Linked DNA regions of Zea mays: all the other regions are linked to region 2. Evidence: chromatin contacts called from public Hi-C data. All regions are on one chromosome and are shown on one strand. The core of a region is the stretch at or near the end of the contact, and the rest is flanking DNA. Distances in the headings are between cores, read along the strand shown.

Evidence for each region. Hi-C and Micro-C count contacts between places; a contact is called where the count stands out from the background.
Region 1: a contact with region 2 is called in a Hi-C map of tassel, with 2.9 times the contacts expected there. The contact joins the promoter of LOC100275315 here to the promoter of LOC100382909 in region 2. A contact is called at or near these places in 5 of 25 Hi-C or Micro-C datasets (bundle sheath, ear, leaf and 1 more).
Region 3: a contact with region 2 is called in a Hi-C map of leaf, with 5 times the contacts expected there. The contact joins the promoter of bz15 here to the promoter of LOC100382909 in region 2. A contact is called at or near these places in 10 of 25 Hi-C or Micro-C datasets (bundle sheath, ear, endosperm and 2 more) and 1 of 3 datasets of contacts at active chromatin or transcription factors (leaf).

Annotation. Positions count from the first base shown.
Region 1 is chr6:52,343,429-52,346,262 of Zm-B73-REFERENCE-NAM-5.0, forward strand. LOC100275315 reads right to left here and starts at 1,361. Exons shown (of 1, transcript NM_001328138.3): 1 at 787-1,361. The coding sequence starts at 1,229. The coding sequence ends at 1,017.
Region 2 is chr6:51,982,524-51,985,223 of Zm-B73-REFERENCE-NAM-5.0, forward strand. It overlaps LOC100382909, which reads right to left and starts at 1,277. Exons shown (of 4, transcript NM_001175597.1): 1 at 525-1,277; 2 at 283-443. The coding sequence starts at 1,069.
Region 3 is chr6:52,386,858-52,389,573 of Zm-B73-REFERENCE-NAM-5.0, forward strand. bz15 (beta zein) reads right to left here and starts at 1,279. Exons shown (of 1, transcript NM_001112534.1): 1 at 557-1,279. The coding sequence starts at 1,228. The coding sequence ends at 692. It overlaps LOC103629299 (photosynthetic NDH subunit of lumenal location 5, chloroplastic), which reads right to left. Exons shown (of 7, transcript NM_001358049.2): 5 at 2,567-2,621; 6 at 2,403-2,488; 7 at 1,836-2,266. The coding sequence ends at 2,114.

The sequences.
Region 1 (2,834 bases), core at 111-2,610, 360 kb after region 2:
TGGCAGATACCCTAAACTTTAGGGGACGCTTTAGAGGATGTTGTTGGAGCCGTAGGGGACCTGCCGGCATGGACCTGACAGCCCTCTACGTTTAGCGGACAGGAGCCTTTAGCGGCTCTTGTTGGAGCCAGCATCAGGACCTAAAAACAGGTGGTGCAGAGCAGCTATGCTATCCTTATGTGTGGCCACTGTATTTGTCGCTGACATCCTCGTTCGCTAGCACTTATTATACTTGGTTCCAGAAAAATTCATACTGCAGATGGAGAGGGATATCCCACTGAAGACAACACATAACAAAGGCTGAGAAAGTGGGTTGGGGCTGGGGGAGCCATGCATGCGTACGCAGATACATAAGCCACCACCACCACCGTTCAGCTTCTCCAGTCATATCTATCTATCTATCTATCCTTGTAGTCAGTGGTGAAGAAGGATCGTACGTCTCGAGGACGCATCTCGAAGAGAAAGGTAGGAGTAGTGAGCGATCGTCTACGTCTCTGTCAGACTGTCACGTCTATGCATTAATTGCTAAACGAAAAGAAAAAACACAAACGTAATAAGGGACTCTTACAGCCTGAACACGGTGACTGAATTCGCTGTGGTAAACTGAATATATATAAACAAACAAACAATATCTGAGTGTGTGGCTAACTACTGCTCAATGCTCAATGCTCATCCCAGGACCGAGTTCACCCCATGACGCCTAAACTCCAGGGCACGACTTCCCTGCATGAACTGAAACATTACAGACAACATTCTTTTCCTTCTTTCTATTCCAGATGGATGCTGAGAAATTAATTAAGTTCGATTGCCATGGTCGACAGCATCATACACGCGCTGACGCACGACATTCTAGTATATATGCTGATGGGAAGGACAGAGAGGGGTCGGAGGTGGGAAAGACGTGTATGGTATGGTGTAGTATATATAGTAACACAGATGCACGAGATGAAAAAGAAAGAAGCCAAGCAGACCGATCGATCAGGAAATTAATCGACAGAGACGTGTGATCGATCGAGCTAGTCGCCGGTGGTGATGTGCACTCCGATGACGATGACGAAGAGGGTGATGAGCGCGAAGTAGATGATGGAGTGGACGACGATGGAGACGGCGCTGGTCTTCAGGTTGCCGAACTCCACCAAGTGGTGGCGGCCGGGGAGCTGGACGAGCAGCCCCGGCGAGAGCAGCACGAACAGCACCAGCCCGATCACCACGGGGCCCCAGTCCGACATCTTGCTCGATCGACGATGAACTGCCTGCCTACCTACTGGTCTCTTTGGCTTGTACGGGGAGTGGCTGGGGCCTGGGGATCGGAGGAAGACGAAGGCCGGCCGGGTGGAGAAGGTGGTCTGCTTGTTTGGTTTGCTGGTGCTCGCTCTAGGCTCTAGCTATATCTCTCTCCATGCTTTGCATATTTGATCCGCCTCGCCTGCTGGTTCTGGTTGGTTGGTGATGTCTCGCTTTCCATGGTCGTTCCCCACATGACAATGGCATGTCGTCCCCACCGCGCCTTGTAGTATATATATATATATATATATATATATATATATATATATATATATATATATATATATATATATATATATATATATATATATATATATATATATATATATATATATATATATATATATATATATATATATATATATATATATATACACAGAGAGAGAGAGATTTGTGTGGGTTAACATCAAAGCTACTTTTTGTTGGTGCCGATCCGACCGCCAATCACTGTTGAAAAACGGCGGTGGTGCGCTCTACTTAGATGCGGTCCGCGACCTGGCGCAGAAGCTGACGTTTCTGTCTGACGGGCCAGATAGTCCGCACCTATAGGCCGGACGGTCCGCGCGTGCGCTGGGCGGTGAAGTTCGTCGACAGCGTCTGTATCTTACTCCCGAGAGGGACCCCGTCGGGAAGAAGAGGTCCTAGGCTTTATCTTTGGTCGGCAGACTGACCTAGACACCTCTAATCGACGTAGAGCCGAAGAGAAGCGGAGAATTTAGGGATTGAGATGCTAAACTAGAACTAAACTAGAGATACTCCTAAATGTACAAGATAAAATGTGAATTGTAGTGATTGTTGGTTCGATTGTTCATCCTAATCGGTCGTATTCCTCTATATTTATAGAGGAGGGGGTCTGCACCTGTTACAAACCAATTTGCCGAGTTAATTACGTGAATTTAGCTAACAACCGTCCCAAGAAACTAGGAACCCTAATTGGATCTGCGCGCGCGGACCGTCTGGACCGCGGACCATCCGGCCTCGAGGCCGGACCGTTCGCCCTGCCTATTTTGGTGCTCAACATATGCCCCCTTTGCCTTTTGGCGGAGCTGAGCAAACCAAAAGCAACTACCTCGATGCAATCACATCGGTTTTCTTAGTCATCTTTCCACATACTAGGATGTTACTGCTTGAGGAACCGTCCATTTAACGCCTTAGGCAAGCCTTTGCCTTGTAATGGTTGCAACAAGTAAGCGTTACCATACATCACCTGCGTGACCTTGTAAGGTCCTTTCCAGCTTAGCGACCACTTTCCAAACTTCTGGTCTTTATTCCTTAGACGCAAGATAGTCTTCCATCCCAGGTCCCCTACCTGGAACGATTTAGTCTTGACCTTCTTGTTGTAAGCTTTGGCAACTATGATCTTGTCCTTTTATGTTTCTCCTAAAGCTGTCAATCTCTTGTCGGTCATGTCGGCGTTTCGACCCCGGGAGGTCCCTGGACCGACGAGTAAAATTGTCGCTGCGTGTCCCAGCCCAGATGGGTTGGCGCGAGATGGAACACAACGGGGAAAACGCGGCTCGTGTTATCCTGCGCCAGGGGGATGCGCTTGC
Region 2 (2,700 bases), core at 27-2,526:
TTTCAAAACGTATGACAGTAGGAGGGCCATGCCGTGTGGCCCATTGGTAAGGCCCCAACGTTCATCAGAGACAATCATTCACGTAACTCATAATCAACATGGCGCCATGTGATGATGCTACAAACATGGCCAATCGGCAATGGCACAAGCAATTTGAAGGTCCTCCCACAAGTAATAAACACTAGAATACTTTCGTCCAAGAGAGATTGCAACTTTGTCAGCATATTCAGAGAAAACTCAAACTGGGTTGCCTTATACGAGCAAAGATCAAACCATATGTACCTTCCAAGAGTGCATCCTTCAGTTGCTCCTTGGAAACTCCCAATGCTCCTACAATCATCCCGATGCCATGACACCTGAGGGCACCAAGCAAACACACCTCCCTTGGTGCCGCAACTGCTGCCGAATTGTTGAGGTATAGCTGGATCACCTCGTCCTTCATGCTATAGCACATAGGGCAGAGGCAACCTCAGAAATCGAATCGGTCCGGATGAAGAAGAGGGAACGCGAAGAGTTGGTCTTACTGCAAAGAGCCGGGCTTGAGCTTGTCCGAGTGCAAAGGCCGCGACTTGCGCAGGTCCATCATCTGATCAGAGTCACCATCATCTGATGAAGCCACAGCTGGTCGCGGCGGCAGCGGCACGAAGGGGTTCCACCCGTGCGCCGCCACTGGCTCCGCAGCACCCTTGGGCGGCGACGGCCTCCGTTTAGGCGGCGAGGGATTGGGGGCTCGGCCACGCGGCTGGGGGATGGTCGGCGGGCGGAAATGGACGGGGCTAGAGCCGAGCGTGGGCGAGGATGCCGACGGCGAGGAGGGAGAGAGCGAGGACGACGAGGCATCGGCAGCGGCGGCGGGAGGCACGGTGCTGGGGTCGGAAGCGGAGCTGCGGGATAAGAACTCGCCGGACGGCGGGCCGACGCGCGGAAGCGGAGGCAGAGGGCGGAGCTCCGGCGAGCCAGGGCGTAGACTGGAACTTGTCCCGGGGTGCTGCGGCCCCGGCGGCGGCGGGGTGGCGAGGGTTCCGAGGTAGAGGAACTCAGTGCTGGGGTTAGTGGAGGAGGTGGGCATTGGTGGCGGCTTGAGGCTGCGGCCCTCCTCGTCCCCGTCGTCGTTGTCGTCGTCTTGGTGGTGGTTACTTGCGGAGCGGCGCTGGGCAGCGGAGGGGGAGGATGCCGCGGCGCCACCACGGTGGCGGAGGCGGCGGACGAGGTGGATGGAGAGGAGCGCTGAGAGGAGGATGAGGCAGAGGGAGAGCAAGGAGAGCAGCAGCGTCTGGAGCACGGGGAAGCGGCGGGAGCCGGAGGCGCGCGGGGTCGGGGCGACGAGGGTGGAGATGTTGGCCGGGAACGTCGGGAGGCTGCCGTCGCCGGAGGAGGAGGGCTGGGTCTCGGTGGCCGGGATTGGCGGCGGCGGCGAGTTGGCTGTTGGGAAGAAGGGGTTGTTGGTGAAGGGGTATGGATCCCCGGTGGAGGGGGTGGCGGAGGAGGACGGGTACTTGGGCGTCGGCGGAGTGGCGACCGGCGGCGCTGGCGTGGGGGTGGGCGGTGGCGTCGGAGGCGACGCCTGTGCCGGCGGCACGGCGACGGGAGTGGGTGTAGGGTGGCGCGGAGGAGGGGTCAGGCTGGGTGGCGGCCGCGGCGTCAGTGTGGTGCGAGGAGACGCGGTGTGGTGGTGGCGATGGGGAGGATGCGGTGCCGCCGGCGGCGGAGGCGGAAACAGAGGCGGCGACGGCAGGGTGGCATTTGTTTGGGTGGTGGAAATGGTAGCAGCCGGGAGCAGTAGCAGCAAAGAGAAGAGGAGGGGGAGGAAGGCGGGAGGCGGCGGCAGAAGCATTGCGCGCCGCGATCCGGCGGCCTCCACCGGCGGCACGGGTGGAGACTGGAGAGAGGAAGGGGGGGTTTTGGTTTGGGGCTTTGGGAAGAAATGGTTCGGGGGTTTGGCTGTGTCTGTGTGGGTGCAGCGTGCACACGGGAGAGAGAGAAAGACGATGCCGCTCCACGCACAGACGCAGCCACGCCTGCTGCACTGTCCTGTACTGGATGGATGGTGGCGGACTGGCGGTGGGGAGTGGTGGAGCGGCGCAGAGGCTGCGTGCCAGCCCGTGCCCTGCACTGTCTTTTGGGGCTTTGCCTCGGTAATCGCGGAAGAGAGAGATGGCCTCAGATGAGAGAGGGAGGAAGAGGACATACAGGCAGGCACCGCCGTCCCGTCCACTAGTGCTGCAGCCTGTACTGGGCTGCCCCCTCCCCCGCCCTTTTCGAAATCCGGTGCCTTTTTACTTGCTCACAGTCACACCCTTTTCCCGGGTTTTATTACATAATTAAAAATCCGCTTTTCCGTTTCTTTCTCGGTGCCTGCTTTTTTAAGGACTACGACTATATTTTTATCATTTTTTTCTAAATCGTTAGCCGTTTAAATTTTATCTCCTTTTGAAGAGATATTGTGTATGTCCATCTTGTCGCTTTGCTTTTTTTCTATATTAAGATAAACCTCAGCTTTGCATGTTCATGAGCTAGCAATAACGATCATTATATTAAAAATATATTATATTTCAGACACTGAAATATAGCCGGTCTTATATTTTATTTATTTTATTACATTTGAGAAAAAAAGTACAAGCGCGGTGGAAAAGTTGTGCAAAACAGGACGTTAATATCATTGGAGAAGTCATCTCGAAGCCAAACAACCTAAAGACTAAA
Region 3 (2,716 bases), core at 29-2,528, 400 kb after region 2:
GATGCTAGTGAGAGGCTTCCCGGATCGTCCAGGCCAGCGTGAGCATGGCTCCCGTTGGCACCACAACCAATCACGCCGGTAGCGGGGCTAGTTATCACCAGATCCTAGTTGCTGCATCCATCTAACAGAATCTTTTCGGGTGACAGAATGTTATCAAACTACTCGTGAATAAGTTCAAGGGATTGGCCTCAGTATCTATTAAGAATGATGTCTCTGCCGGAATGATTTGTTGTCAAGATAAGCCCCAGCAGTTCCACGGCTTCCAACTTCGTCAAGCCCCGCCTTTAAATGGAAAAAACGCTAAAATTATGTGTAAATTAGGATTCAAATCATGGTTGTTGCCTCTAAACTCACATTTACACTTATCTAGCCAATAGAATACACATGACTTTATGTTTTATACTCTATACTCAAGTATAAAGTTGCTAATCTCAAGCATACTACTCTACCCATATGCTATGAATTTGAGCCTGAATAGAGATTTTGAAATATTTACATGCCTGACAGGAGAAGTTTTGATTTGTCCATCATAGACATCAAGCGGCCGATAGATTCATTAAAACCAAAACTTTATTATGACCATGCATATATTATTGGTCATACCACACATGATAATGTGTGTCGTCTTACTGCATTATTACATATATAGATAGAGAGAGATGGATAGAGGAGATTTCCCAAATATCATGAATCAGTAGTAGGGCGGAATGGCAGCGGAGACGCCACAGGGGTTGGTGCGGTAGCTGGGCAGCTGGTACTGGTAGAGTCCACCCATGGCCGGCATGTTCTGCGCCATCATCATGGCCATGGGGTTGAGACCCTGGGCTGCCAGCAGCTGCTGCTGCTGCTGCATCAGAGCTGGCTCGTACAGGCTGCTGCTGGCGGCAGCGGCACGCTCAAGCTGCATCATCATCTGCAGCTGCTGCGCGACGGACTGCACGTCCATCATCCTCATCTGCTGCTGGCAGCACTGTTGCCGGAGCGGCTGGAACATGGCGCTCGGCTGCCCACACCCGGCGTAGTAGGGCGCCGCCGCCAGCGGGCTGCACTGCGGCTGCCTCAGGTACTCCGCGTAGGGGTACAGCCCGCCGGCGCCCATCATCGTCGTCAGGCCGGCGCCAGCGCCGTACAAGCCCTGCAGCCCCGCGCAGGGGCAGGGCATCTGCATTGCAGAGGCGCTGGCAGCTGACAGAGCCAGGCACACGACGAGAACGATGACCATCTTCATGCTGTTCTGTTCGACGATCCTCTCTACGCACTGCCGCTTTGCTGATCTGGATTGGATGATGATAGAGACTAGTTCATATGTGGGAGCTAGCCATTTATAGATGATCCATGGCTTGCATTCTGCAGCATCTTGCAACCCATGGTTTTGGAATGTTGCGTTGCATGACGTGGAAACATAGTACATGGATTTGGATTTACAGATAGATCATTAAGCTTTCTTATACATATGAATCAACTTTACATGTCAAGGGTTGTCAATGAATTCATACGCTTGTGAAGCTAACTTTGTAATGCCTCTTTACACATCACCATGACTCATCACCTTTCACTTCATTGTAGGCACATATACACCAATATTTTGTTGTAATGCTGTGCTAGTTGTTAGGATGCCTTGGATCCACATGACTTGAGCAGTTTGCATGCATAACTTGTGATGTTCTTCACGAATTTGTTTTAAAAATATATATATTGTCGGTCCTCTAGACGCCCACAGCACAAGGATGAATATGCTGGGGCTGGCATATAGATAACAAATCTATCACTGTGAGCGCCGTCAAAAACTCACAACCAATACATTGCTCTGAATGATCAACAGCTCTTGCATGCAATGCAGCAGAATATTTTTGTTCCATGAACCTTCATTCCAAGTATGAAACATAAGTACAAGGTTACAAGGTAACATCGTGAACAAAACCCTTTCCCTTAACAAGGCAGGGGAAAGTAGCACATTTATTCCAGCAGGGCAGCAACAGTATGCCTCAGATTTGGGACCTTACTTGAATTCGAAATATTCTCTATAATTAGCACATGGGATGGGGGGGGGGGGGGGGGGGGGGGGGGATATCGTCATCCGTCAGAAGTGAAACGGACAACAGATGAGTAACGCTTAGACCACTGGAAGCTCCCCGCACTCGCTGATGACTACTTTCTTCTTCGGACGGTCACCTCTGTCAGTCTCCTGTGACTCGATCAGCCTTACAATATCCATCCCTTCCACGACCTGGCCAAACACGACATGCCTTCCATCCAACCAAGGCGTCTGCACCAGTCATTACCAGTTCTGGGTTAGCTTTGGTGCTAGTACATGAGAGTATAGTTGAAACATAAATTGTAAGCAGCAGAGGCAGCAAAAGGGACCATTCCCCTGGTAGTTAAACACGGTAGTACAAGATTACCTTGACAGTGCAAATGAAAAACTGGCTGCCGTTGGTGTTCGGTCCAGCATTAGCCATGCTGACCACTCCAGGTCCAGTGTGAACCACTAAAACACGAAATCAGCAGGCCGTCAGTTTTAGCAAAGGAACTGGGAACCACACAGCATATCACTACTACTTCGTACATTTGAAGTTCTCATCTTTGAAAGTGCGTCCATATATGCTTTTCCCACCGGTACCCTGCAAGTGTAACTTCTAGTTAATCGCACGCAAACACTTGAAAGCTGCATCTTCCAATTCAATCTCTCTTTGTTCAACTGTTCAAGCACAAAACC